2 separate regions of the Sus scrofa genome follow, and region 2 is linked to region 1. Evidence: chromatin contacts called from public Hi-C data. All regions are on one chromosome and are shown on one strand. Each heading gives the region's core, a stretch centred on a gene start, on an enhancer-like site or on the middle of the called end of the contact. The rest is flanking DNA. Distances are from core to core; before and after follow the strand shown. Region 1 overlaps MCUB (calcium uniporter regulatory subunit MCUb, mitochondrial). Region 2 has its middle 24 kb from the start of OSTC.

What was found. Hi-C and Micro-C count contacts between places; a contact is called where the count stands out from the background.
Region 2: a contact with region 1 is called in a Hi-C map of liver, with 2.0 times the contacts expected there. The contact joins two enhancer-like sites. A contact is called at or near these places in 12 of 47 Hi-C or Micro-C datasets (alveolar macrophages, embryonic fibroblasts, fetal skeletal muscle and 8 more).

The regions. Positions count from the first base shown.
Region 1 is chr8:112,545,949-112,549,153 of Sscrofa11.1, forward strand. All of the region lies in intron 4 of MCUB (calcium uniporter regulatory subunit MCUb, mitochondrial), which reads right to left. Among named protein-coding and RNA genes, the nearest start is that of CASP6, 28 kb to the left of the region's middle. Within about 2 kb of position 1,388, at least 2 of the 83 cell types and tissues checked have an H3K27ac peak or open chromatin away from gene starts, as enhancers often do. A contact at or near this core is called in liver, where this site is marked.
Region 2 is chr8:113,421,596-113,425,232 of Sscrofa11.1, forward strand. No RefSeq gene overlaps it. Among named protein-coding and RNA genes, the nearest start is that of OSTC, 24 kb to the right of the region's middle. Within about 2 kb of position 1,651, at least 6 of the 83 cell types and tissues checked have an H3K27ac peak or open chromatin away from gene starts, as enhancers often do. A contact at or near this core is called in liver, where this site is marked.

The DNA of each region.
Region 1 (3,205 bases), core at 138-2,637:
GGCAGGAGTTCCTGTCTTGATGCAGCAGAAATGCATCCGACTAGGAACCATGAGATTGTGGGTTCGATCCTGGCCTCACTCAGTGGGTTAAGGATCCGGCGTTGCCGTGAGCTGTGGTGTAGGTCGCACCTATGGCTTGGATCTGGCATTGCTGTGGCTGTAGCGAAGGCTGGCAGCAACAGCTCTGATGAGACCCCCAGCCTGGGAACCTCCATGTGCTGCAGGTGCAGCCCTAAAAATCCAAAAGACAGAAGAAAAAAAAAAAAAGAATTATAGGGCATACCTAAAGGCAAAAACACAGTTTGAACAGACAAAGCAAGCATCAGGACCAGAGCTGGATATAGCAGGAATACTGGAATAATAGAGTAATCTGAAGTAATAACTATAATATATGACAAGGGCTCTACTGAACAAAGCAGACAAGATGCAAGAACAGAGAAGTAACGTAAGCAGAGAATTGAAATTTCTATGAAAGAATCAAAATGAAATGCTAGAGATCAAAAGCTGCTACAACAGAATAAAAAATGCCTTCCATGGACTCATTAGTAGTAGTGCAGGGCTAAGAAATAATCTCTGAGATTAAGGATGTCAATAAAAGTTTCCCAAACTGAAAAACAAAGAAAAAACTCCATCATATTTAATGTGAGAAACCTGATGCCTTCCTGCGAAGACCAAGAAAAGGGTAAAGTATTTCCTCTCATCACTGAAAAATCATACTGCGAGTCCTCGCTAATACATTAAGAAAATAAAAGTTGATTATGAAGGAAGAAATAAAATTGTCTTTGTCCACAGATGACATGATTGTCTATGTGGAAAATCTGAAAATGGACCAAAAAACTCCTGGAAGTAATAAGCAATTATAACAAGGTGACAAGATACAAGGTTAGTATATAAAAGTCAATTATATCATATCCTTGAAGTGAACAAGTGGAATTTGAAATCAAAAACACACCAGCAAATACATTAGCACCAAAAGAAATTGAAAAACTTAGACATAAATCTAACAAAAAATGTATGAGATCTCTGTGAGAAAAACTACACACTCTGATAAAAGATATCAAAGAAAAGCTAAATAAATAGAAATATTCCTTGCTGATGGATAGAAGGACTCAATTATTATCCAGCTATCATCAGTTCTTCCCAACTTTATCTATAAATTCAATGCAGTCTCAATCAAGAGCTCAGCAATGTTTTGTGGAAATCAACAAATTTGGTTCTAAAATTTATATGCAGCATCCAAAGATTCAGAACAGCCAACTCAGTACTGAAGAAGAATAAAGGCAGAGACTGACACTGTGCAGCTTCCAGGCTTACTCTAAACTACAGTGTCAAGGCTGTGGTTCTGGTGAAAGGCCAGAGAGATCAATGGAGCAAATTCGAGAGCCCAGAAATAGACCCAAATAAATGCGGTCAACTGATCTTTGATCCAGGAGCAAAGGCACAGAGTGGAGCAAAGACAGTGTTTTCAACAAACTGTGCTAGTAAGAACTGAACATTCATATGCACAACAATGAATCTAGACTCAGACTTTACACCCTCCACAAAAATTAACTCAAAATGCATTATAGGCTTAAATATAAAATGCAGAACTAGAAAACTGCTAGAAGATAAACTCTAGATGACTTCGGGTACGGCGATGACTCTTTTAGATATAACACCAAAAGCCTGATCCATGGAAGAAATCGTTAAGCTAGACTTCATTAAAATGCAAAACCTCTGCTCTGCAAAAGACAATACCAACCAAATGAGAAAACAAGTCAGAGCTGGAGAAAATATTTGCAAAGAGAGATACGATAATGAATTGTGATTCCAAAATATACAAAGAAGTCCAAAACCAACAAGAAGAAAATTAACATCCTGCTTAGAAAACGGACAAAAGGACAGAACAGACACCTCACCAAACAGGATATACAGATGGCAAGCAAGCATTTGAAATCATACGTTATTAGACAAGTGTAAATTGAAACAATGAGCTGCTACTACTTCACATTAGAAGAGCCCAAATCCACGACGCGGACACTAAACACTGGCAAAGATATGGAGCAACAGGAGCCCTCATTCCCTGGGGACGGGAATGCGAAACGACGCACCTCCTTTGGAAGAAAGTCTGCCGGTTTCTTACACAACTAAACATGCCCTTACTTTGTGTACCAGCAATCATGCTCCTCGGTATCTACCCAAATGAACTGAAAACTTATGTTCACACAAAAACCTGCACACCGATGTGTATAGCCACTTTATTCATAATTGTCAAAACTTGGAAACATCCAAGATATCCCTCAGTAGGTGAATGAAGAAATAAATAGTGATACATCCATGATAATAGAATATTATTCAACACTAAAAAGAAATGAACTATCAAGCCATGAAGAGACATGAAGAAAACTTAAATGCACGGAGTTATTGTCGTGGTGCAGCAGCAACAAATCCAACTAGGATCTATAGGATACGGGTTTGATCCCTGGCCTCGCTCAGCGGGTCAGGGATCCGGCATTGCCATGAGCAGTGGTGCAGGTCGCAGATGCAGTTTGGATCCCATGTTGCTGTGGTGTAGGCTGGCAGCTGCAGCTCTGATTCAGCCCCTGGCCTGGGAACTTCCATATGCCTCACCTGCAGCCATAAAAAGGCAAAAAACCAACCAAACAAAAACTTGAATGCATACAATTCAGCAAAAAGAAGTGAAGTCTGAAAAAACTTACATAATTTATGATTTCAATATTTAACATTCCGAAAACACAAAACTAGGGAGAAAGTAAAAAGGCTGGTGGTTGCCAGAGGTTAAGGGGCAGGTAGAAACGAAGCAGCAGAGAAGGGAGGACTCTGGGGGGCAGTGGAACTACAACGGCGAACACATGTCATTATACACTTATTGAAACCCATTAAAAAAAACATAAAACGGTGGGAGAGAGATGAATCAGGAATTTGGGATTAAATATATATACGACTACATATAAAGTAGATAAACAACGAGGACATACTTTAAAGCACAGGGAACTACATTCAATATCTTAGGATAACCCGTAACAGAAAAGAATCTGAAAAAGAATATATCTTCTCATATATATATATATGGGTATAACGTCCTGCTTACAAAATGGACCAAAGATCTGAACAGACACCTCACCAAACAGGATATACAGATGGCAAGCAAGCATCTGAAATCATTCATACACACACACACACACACAAAGTATGACTGAATCAC
Region 2 (3,637 bases), core at 401-2,900, 880 kb after region 1:
CTAATACATTTGTTTATTCAAAATTGTTATTATTATTATTATTTTAGACCGCAAGTGCTCTTTTATTCCGTACTTTTAGAGCAGGGGCTCCAGGACCAACGATCACCAGCTACCCAGATACCAAAAAACTAAGCTTCCAAAATCTCTTAATGTCCATTCCACACGCAGAGCAAGTGAGTTGCCCTACGTGTGCCACTCACAAAAGAAGCCCTTTTTCCAAAAGATTATTTTTTCACAAAAAAAGTTATATCTCTGGGATTCATTTCAAATTAATCTGGGATGGGAGTAGGGGATGGGGTGGGTATCTTTGAAATAAAACTGGCCCTGAGTTTATAATGGGTGAAGTTGAGTAATGGGAGAGGAGAGGTTTATTATATTAATCATTCCTCTTTCACCTCTTTTGTGTTTAAAATTTCCATAATAAAAGTGAAAAGAGGGAGTTCCCTGGTGGTCTAGTGGTTAGGACTTGGCACTTTCACTTCTGCAGCCCCGGTTCAATCTGTGGTCTGGGGACTGAGATTCCACCATCAAGCCACTGCACATGGAAAAGAAAAAAGAAAAAAAGAGAGAGAGAGAAGAAAAAGAACAAGTGAATAAATAAGCAAATAATGTGACCATCATTACAGAGGATTTACCGAACCCCTCTGATTTGTGTAGCACTGCATACAGCCCAGTGTGTGGGACCAGGTTCTGCCTCAAGAAGCTTAAAGTGGGAGTTCCTGCCGTGGCTCAGCGGAAACGAATCTAACTAGTATCCATCAGGATGTGGGTTCAATCCCGGGCCTTGCTCCATGGGTCCAGGATCCAGCATTGCCGTGAATTGTAGTCTAGGTCGCAGATGTGGCTTGGATTTGGCATTGCTATGGCTCTGGTGTAGGCTGGCAGCCACAGCTCCGATTAGACCCCTAGCCTGGGAGCCTCCATATGCCACGGGTGTGGCCCTAAAAAGACATAAATTAATTTATTAATTAATTTAATTCAATAAATACTAGCTACTTTTTTTTTTTTTTTTTTTTTGGCTGCACCTGCAGCCTGCAAAAGATCCTGAGCCAGAGATGGAAGCTATACCCTAGAAATGACCCAAGCCATAGTAGTGACAACACCGGATCCTTCACCCACTAGGCCACCAGGAAACTCCTGATGTTAGCTTCTTTTAATACCCACACTTCCTTGAATGATTTCCACAGTAAAAAACAAACAAACAAAAAAAAACAATTCCTTTCAAGGACAAGACTTAGGCGTTTAAAAGGTTAAATGTCCTAGAGAATGGAGCGCTGTGCAAAGGCTAGTGAATCAGCACTTTCCCTGTTTACTCCCTGTCTGCTCAGAAACACTGATTAACATACTCGGAGGAAAAGATCCAAGATAAATTCCAAAGACAAGGGAAACAACAAACCTCCTTGATACAGAGGCAATTTCCTTATTAAAGTTTTACTTTAGTAACAGCCACATTATGTAACATTTGGGGGGTCCGCAGGGGATGGAAGGGGGAGAAAAAGAAACAGCACATCTTCACAGGCTAGACCCCCCAAACCCCTAGACACAGTTAGGATTCAGCTTTTTCTGGTGCACCTGCCTGCTCTTATCAAAGTGCTGACAGGGCACGGAACAGGGCAGGGACCTCCAGCCATGTGGTCCCTGGGAGGACGAGCTCGTTGCAAAGACCTGCACAGGTTACTCAACCTCTGGAGCCTCAGCGAGGCGGGAACATCACCTCTCATGACAGGACGCATGTCCAAGCTTAGTCAATGGAAGAACTACTGGTTTGTCCTGGCCTACTTTTGAGAGGTTATTTAAATATTTGGCAAATCTTCTATTTGATTGTTGAAGCAGTTTTAAATGGGCTTGCCAGCAGCAGGGCAGCTCCTATCTTTTTTTTTTTTTTGCTTTTTTTAGGGCCATACCCACTGCATATGGAAGTTCCCAGGCCAGGGGTCCAATCAGAGCTGCAGCTGCCAGCCTGTGCCACAGCCACAGCAAGGCCAGATCCAAGCCGCATCTGTGACCTACATACACCACAGCATGGGGCAACACCAGATCCTTAAACCCACTGAGAAAGGCCAGGGAGCAAATCCAAGAACTCATGGATGCTAGTGAGGTTCATTTCCACTGGCGCACAACAGGAACTCCAGGCAGCTCTTATTTTGCGACTTCTTTTCCTTAGAAATGTTACAGTATAATGACCACCCTATAATTCATGGTGGCTTTTTATAAAGTAATAATAATCGATACTGGAAAACTGTAAGAGAGCTTAGAGAGACACAAAGAGAGAACAAAAGTTCAGAAACTTCTGGATTATTCTACTTCCTATGTTGAAGCATCATGTAGTTGATACCTGGGGGTAAGGCAAAGATGGTATTAGTATTATTGTTACATTGTGGATAAAAGATTTTAGGTATAACAAATGTATATGTAGGAGTTTTTCCTGGCAGCACAGAAAGTTAAGGATCCAGCAGCTGTCACTGCTGTGGTGTGGGTTCGAGCCCAGGCCCAGGAACATCTGCGGGCTGCAAGCGCAGCCAAAAAAAAAAACTGCATGTAAACTGAAAATATTCTTGAACTCTCTGTAGCTTCTGTATCCTATTTATGATCACAAAATCCTTAATAAGAGGCCAGTTTCTAGCTCCTGAGTTCCTGGGAGGTATTTGAAAGCCACAGATGATTAGATAGAACAGGTCCTTTGCAAAGGAGTCCTAAGCTCCTAAGGTCACTTAATTCTGGGCCTCAAATCGTGGCACTTAGCATTGGGAGGGGCCTCAGTAATCACACAGGGAAAAGCTCCTTCTTAGTAAAATGGCAGGTGTTCCTTTCGAAAGCTTTTCTTACATGTCAAAACAAGCATTTGAGATAGGCCCTGAGGGGAGGGAATTCCCGTCCTGGCGCAGTGGTTAACGAATCTGACTAGGAACCATGAGGTTGCAGGTTCGGTCCCTGCCCTTGCTCAGTGGGTTAACGATCCGGCGTTGCCTTGAACTGTGGTGTAGGTTGCAGATGCGGCTCGGATCCTGCGTTGTTGTGGCTCTGGCGGAGGCTGGTGGCTACAGCTCCGATTCGACCCTAGCCTGGGAACCTCCATATGCCGCCCGAGAGCAAGAGCGGCCCAAGAAAATGGCAAAAAAGAAAAGAAAAAAAGAAAGAAAGAGATAGGCCTGAGAACACGGTCATGTAAATCTGAGGCAGCAGCAGGACTGCACCTAGGCCTGGTGTATGGTCGGTGCTCAATACATGTTTCGTCTTATTCTATTATCAAGAGCCCCATCTGCTGGTCAAATGGAATTCATTTGCAGCCCTGCAGATACTGATTAGAAAGCCCATGGAGCTCCTTTGCGGCACAGCAGGTTAAGGAGCCCAAGTTTTCACTGCAGCACCTCAGGTCGCTGATGTGGCATGGGTTTGACCCCTGGCCCAGGAACTTCCGAATGCCACAGGCATGGCCAAAAAATTTTAAAAACAATAGAAAACCCACGTGGCAGAAAATTAGAGATGAAAGGAATATCAAAGGTGAAAGAGGCATTAGCAGTCATCTGATCCAGTCCATTTATTTTACAAATAAAGAAGTTAATTGTAGTACTGGGGCACTCCTAACTTAAAAATGGTGAAAGTCAGGAGTTTCCCTTGTGGTGCAGCAGCAACGAAT